2 separate regions of the Gossypium raimondii genome follow, and region 1 is linked to region 2. The links are chromatin contacts, called in public Hi-C maps. All regions are on one chromosome and are shown on one strand. The core of a region is the stretch at or near the end of the contact, and the rest is flanking DNA. Distances in the headings are between cores, read along the strand shown. Region 1 holds the start of LOC105763111 (transcription factor BHLH089). Region 2 holds the start of LOC105763102 (actin-related protein 2/3 complex subunit 2A).

Region 1 (3,030 bases), core at 211-2,710, 200 kb after region 2:
TCTTAAGTCACCTCAAAATAGATATATCTACATTATGTTACTTCAGCAATTAATTAATTTAAAAAAATTTATAATTTATCCTTTTAATCATTTTAAGTATTAAAAGAATAATTAATTATTGGCATAGCATCCAAGTGGCAATCCACATACCACATCAACAAAATTAATAAATATTAATTTTTCATCAATTTTAAAATAATCGATAAATAGCACAAGTTTAAGAGTAAAAGCAGATAAAATTAAATGAAAAACTAAAATAACTTTTTTATATAATTAGAAAATCAAATAAATCACTGTACCATTATTTATTGAGATGTGGATATATGTTTACAAATAATTATACTTAACTTCAATAAACACATCCAATATTTCATGTTCTTTCTTCCATTAACCGCTAATTTTGGGCTTTTTATAAAAATGATCTTAAAATTTTGAATAATTATAAAAATGATTAACCTTTTTTATTATGTACGTAAATAGCCTGAAATGAAAAGTAAAAGTTGGTGGAGCAAAAAGATTGACACCACCTGTATATATATTAGGAAAAGACTAATATTTCTTAATAATTTGGGGTTAAAAATAAATAATGATGGTGGAACCATAGAGAATGACACCACCATTTTATGGTGTAGGTTTTTTTAGTATTTTATTAATCTAAAATAAAAATGATATTTTATATGATGCCCGTAATGTGTTAGTTTTTTAAATGTGTTATTTTTAAATTTAAAATTAAAAATAATAATTTACTTGGTGCATTCATATAAAATGGTGTGAAATTATTATCACTTTCTATAAAAATAATTTTTATTTTATTTTGATGGAATCATTCTCTTTGACATGACCACATATATATAGATCTTATTGATATTCTTGTAACAGTTTAACTGGAAAAGAAAAAAAGGAGGAGAGCTCCGAAATTGTGGTGAAGATGAATAGCTCAATGTTTTTTATGTGCTTTTTTTTATGGTGAAATTCTAAAAGGTGATACTTATGGTATATTTCAACGTGGCAGATGGTAGAATTACAATTCAATAAAACTATAAAGTTAGAAAAAATGAAAAGAAAAACTAGTGCGAAAATAACTATTTATTGTGGAAGGGTGATGCCCATAATCTCTACGGATTCACTAAAATCTTGTGAGATGCAATTGTTAGATGGTGATGAATTGGTCACTATAATGGAAATCTTCATTGAAAAAAATCTTCATTCTATTTTTGTACTACTTTCCTGGGCATGACAGGGAAAAAAAGAGAGGAAAAATGGGTGTTTCCATCATGCAAGATCTGAGTGTTAAATAAAATAAAAAGAACCATTTGATTGAAAGAGTGGGGTGGGATCAGATGGCGGAGAAGTGAGGGATAAAAAGAGTTTATAGAAGCATCTCCTCCGAGTGGAAGTGATTTATAAGCTGGCAACTCCCGAGGTGTCTCTTTCACAAAACAGGTGAAAAAAAAGCAAAGAAACAGAATACTACTGTTACTGTTAGTATTAAAGAAAGAAAGAAGCTTTTAAAGTCCAGAGATAGAAATCAGGTCCAAGGATATCAACGCACTACAGACAAATTACAATTATATTATTAATAATCAAATACCTATAATATTTATATATAGGAAAACCCCACCCTTACTCAATAAAGCTTCAGACTGGGTTTTCTATGTGAAGTTTAGGATTTTTTTTTTTCTTTGTGATGGATCCGCCAGCTATGATGAGCGATGGAAGGTACAATCTAGCAGAGATCTGGCAGTATCCCATGAGTGAGTCTGGGATAAGTAGGGGTCAGTTCGGACATGGGTTGGCTCAGTTCGGGGACCCCAGTCGAGAGGTTTCCGGCAATGATCCGGGTAGCTTGGAGCAGCAGCAGAGAAGGGGTGGTATGAGGAGAAGGCGTGACGGAGAAGATGAAACAGCTAAGGTTGTCTCTACTAGCTCCACTAGTAGTGGCAATGCCGTGGTATTCATTTTCTCCTTCCTTCCACTTTTTTCTTTTTCTTTAACCAATTGGATTTTCTTTTCTTTTTTTGTGATCTGAATTTTACTAATTCGGATGGGCACCTTTTATTTTAGCTTCTTTCCAAAGCTTTTTACCTTTGAATGTTATATGTTGTTGGGGATTTGGGATTTCCTCTTTCTTAGTTTATGGTGATTCTTATAATTATATTAGAATAGGAATGTTGAGGGGTGGCACTGAGTGTTGATCTGCAATGGTGTGAATTTAACTACAAATAAATAATTCTTGTTTATTTTGTTTGACTTCTCGTATTATTGTGTTAATATCATGGAAAATCGAGATTGCAGCACGAGTCTATGGAGAAGTGATGGAATTAAGCATTCAAGAAATATAAATTTTTGGATTGAAAATGACAGTTTTGTTTATAATCTGTATAGAATGATGGTGAGGGGAAGAGAATTAAAGCAGCAGGAGGCAGAGAACAAAATCATGAATCTAGAGTTGAAGCAGAACCCAGTTCAGGCAAGCTTGTGGAAGAAAAAGCTCAACCTTCCGAGCCACCTAAACAAGATTACATCCACGTACGAGCGCGAAGGGGTCAAGCTACTGATAGCCACAGCTTAGCTGAAAGGGTAATTTGCTTCGGTATAGGGTTAAAATCAGTCTTAAGTACTTGTGTTGGACCAAAATTTTATATAAAGTACATTCCTTTTGATTGTGAAACTGATATTTCTTTTACTATTTTCTTTTTCTTTGTTTAACATCACCATGGGGTTTTGGCATACTGGTCAAAATTCTTATAATCTGTCATACTTGGAGGTTTTGAGTACATTTCACTGATATGAATCATTTGATGAGCAGGCTAGGAGAGAAAAGATTAGTGAAAGAATGAAGATTCTTCAGGATTTGGTTCCTGGTTGCAATAAGGTATATCATGGAGTTTCTAAACAGTTTCCTGTCTATCGACTATAGAGCCGGTTTGTTCAATGGCTTTTGTTGGAGAAAAACTACTGAGTAGCATGCTGTATCCTGTCTCTGCTTATTAGTTAATTGAATCCTTTTCTGGTGACATGGTTGATTAT
Region 2 (3,388 bases), core at 297-2,796:
GTTTGGACAAATTCAGTTTCAATGTCAGATTGAAGCCATCCCTTGGAGGATCAAGAATTTGCACGATTACACCATAAGCTGCTTTAATAGCTTCTATGGCTCCAAATGGAAGTCCACCAACGAAAACAGTTTCCAGAGGTGGGGTAGGTAATGATAATGAAAGCAGTAGAATATGGGGATTCTTCATTGACACCTGCATATCATTTGCAAATTACATGAGCATAATATAATTACAGTGGCTTTTGTACCTTAACTATAAGTTCAGAGAGCCCAGAGGAGCAAAACGAAATACATGAGTATGAATAATTCATAATACAATCACTCAATTTCTTTTACATAGGTGTAACAACGAAAAAGCTTCTAAATCACCTGAACATGGTAACGAACATCATCAAATTCAACCCAGTGATGGTCTAGTTCAATACACTTTTCAAGACTGCAAAAGCGACATGAGAGAAATCAGCAAGCTGAGAAAGAAAGTGTAAACAATAAGCAGAAAAGGTCCAGGTAGCCTGAAAATTATTCAGTTTTTACACCCAAAATAAATAAGAATGTTTGTACACTCAACACCAGGATGTATAATTGAAATACAAATATTAAAGCACAGCACATCATGGACAGCATGCTTGGCATAAAAGAGTAGGCATAGTTCCAACTTGGTCCACACCTTTAACATATTACTAAACCGTAAAACACAAAAAACCCTAGAGCTTAAACACATTTGAAAATTCTAACCGTATCCAATTGTTCTTGATGATCTATTGTTAGTCTAATAGTTAACAATCCTGTATACTGATCTTGACCACATATTACTCTAATTTAGATATTTATTACAGTTTTGAATGGGAGTTTGTATATTTCATGTTAATTACTATTAATAAATATAAACTTTAAAAAAAACACTAATTCTGGGAAAACTTAAGCTACAAAATTTTAAAGAAGGGCTATATTTGATGATAGTATCGTCAGTGGAGATGATACATCTCTGGCATACCAAAGCGTAGGGTAGGAGGTCAGGTATTTAAAAGTAACAGTACTAGTTAAAAAAAATGAGACGAGCAATGGAAGATTGATTAGGAAAGGAACCATCAAACTCATAAGAGAAGGTTGTAAAGAATGAAAAATACATCTATGAATTAGAAATGTAGTTGGAATCCTTGACCTGACTCTGCTCGAATTCCCAACATGTCTTTCAAACATCAAATACATACAAGAACTAAGATGTAATTAAAGAAGTAAAATAAAAGAAATCAAATCAAATGATAAAAGCTTATACTTATCGGATTAAAAGAAAAGAAAACGAAGGAAAAAGTACTTCTGAATTCGATTCAGCAAAGTCTGGAGAAGGAATCGTGAATGGGACTGTAAAAGTATCATCGATTTCTTTCTCCGTCGATCGAAAAGGACAAACAAGACCAAAATCGAACTATCTCTCCGGCTCCTTCCTTTCGGTGCCAATTATCGTTTAGAGCCGGGATCTGTTGCTTCTATTGCAGTGTTTTTACTTTGGAAGAGGCTTTTTCCGGACGGAGGATCAAATCACCCGTAAAATACTTCTCTTAAAAGAATAAGTTAGAAATAAATTAAAGCGATAATCACAGACTTGCTACTGAAATTTGGCAAACATTCTAATTTGGTACCTGAATTTTGGAAAAATTGATTTTGGTACTGAACTTTTAACATTGTTTATCTATGTGGTAGTACCTTTGGCTGAAGATGTTAATTTTTTACTTGTCAGGACCCGAAACCCAATCGTGTAAGTTAGGTAAAAATATTTTAATTGAACAAGGACAAGGGCCTAAGATCAAAATATGCCTTTAATTTTTTTGATTTAATTAAAATAATAAAGTACCCCTTAAAATGTATTTTATAAATATTAAAGAAAATAACTTTTTGTTTTGTTTTGTTTCCTTCTTCCGTGAAGAGAATTAGGCGTCGTTGCCATTATGCTACCGTCCAGCCAAAATTTTGACAGAAAGATTCGCCTATTTCTCTTCTTTCTAGTTTTCCGGTTAGCTTTCTTGAAAATCTTAGTTAAAATTTCACAATATTTAGAACTTTTAAAGCCCTGATGGAATTTTGACTGTGGCTTCCTCAAGAACCAGAAACTTGAAATGGGCTTTGGTTTTGATCTGCTTGGATTGATGGGTTTTATTTGTGATGTTAATTTTTTGGGCTTGGTGTTCTAATGGATTGGTGAGTTTGAGTGAATATGTTTAGTTGTCTCGGAATTGGAGGTTGTCAATTTGGTTTTGGTAATTGAGAATTGGCAATGTTGTTAGGGGATAGAAATGTTCTTAATTTTTTTTAAAAAAAACTTTAAAATGACTATTTAAATTGATTTATTGCAAAAGGGTTGTTTACTTTTTAAAAATTCATGAAATTAAGGTTTGAATTAGATGAAAAGAATGTGAATGATTAATTTGAAGAAAATTAAAAGAAGAATAAAGAAATCAATATGGTTTTTAAGTGGTAGGAAACATATTTTCTGCTTTCTCCAAGACAATGAAGTTAATTTCAATTTTTAAATTTATTTTAGTTTGAACATTAAAAACATAACAAGGTGAAAATGAAAAGAAAACCTTCTTTTAATTATTTATTCTTACGTCTATGGTATATTATTTAAAAATGAAATATGCGGCACCTTATGATTAGGTCACGTGTCCGACAAATTTAAAATTGACTTTCTTTTTACGTTCAAGTACCACATTAAAAGATTTGTCAAAGTTTAAATACCAAATATGCCATTATCTCGAAATTAATATTGAATATATCTAACATTGATGTTAAATAGCCATTAAACAAAACTACATTAACAAATTTATAAAAATTAAAATAAAAATCAAACATGAATTTAGTTAAGATGGTAAAGTTGTGATAAATGAAAGCTATAATAGTTTAGGTTTAAATCTCATGATTCTCATTATTAGTATGAATTTTTTTTTAAAAATTTATTATAATGTAAAAGACATAAATGCCCTAAAAATATTGGTTCCTTTGTAAAAAGAACAAGCTTAATATAGTGTAACACCCCTAACCCATATCCGTCGCCGGAACAGGGTTACGGAGCATTATCGGAATAAACAAATCAAATACAAACATTTCATATTATTTAACATTCATGTTAGATATTATTCATAAAGTCCCTTATATGAGCCCTCGAGGCCCAAAACATACATTAGAAATAAGTCGGGACTAAATTGGGTATCCAGAGAATTTTTCGCAAAATTTTAAAATTTTTCCAAGGTACAGGGCCACACGCCCCTATAGCCAGGCCGTGTGAGCACGCTCGTGTCTCAGGCCATGTGGATATTCGAAATAGGGCACACGGCCATATCCAAGCCCATGTGCATACCCGTGTAACTCTCTGACTTGGGTCACACGGCCA

What was found. Hi-C and Micro-C count contacts between places; a contact is called where the count stands out from the background.
Region 1: a contact with region 2 is called in a Hi-C map of leaf, with 1.8 times the contacts expected there. The contact joins the promoter of LOC105763111 here to the promoter of LOC105763102 in region 2. A contact is called at or near these places in 2 of 2 Hi-C or Micro-C datasets (both in leaf).

Annotation. Positions count from the first base shown.
Region 1 is chr12:7,654,633-7,657,662 of ASM2569854v1, forward strand. It overlaps LOC105763111 (transcription factor BHLH089), which reads left to right and starts at 1,461. Exons shown (of 6, transcript XM_012581201.2): 1 at 1,461-1,951; 2 at 2,386-2,580; 3 at 2,810-2,875. The coding sequence starts at 1,688.
Region 2 is chr12:7,457,997-7,461,384 of ASM2569854v1, forward strand. It overlaps LOC105763102 (actin-related protein 2/3 complex subunit 2A), which reads right to left and starts at 1,547. Exons shown (of 10, transcript XM_052625771.1): 1 at 1,316-1,547; 2 at 370-436; 3 at 1-193. The coding sequence starts at 1,377.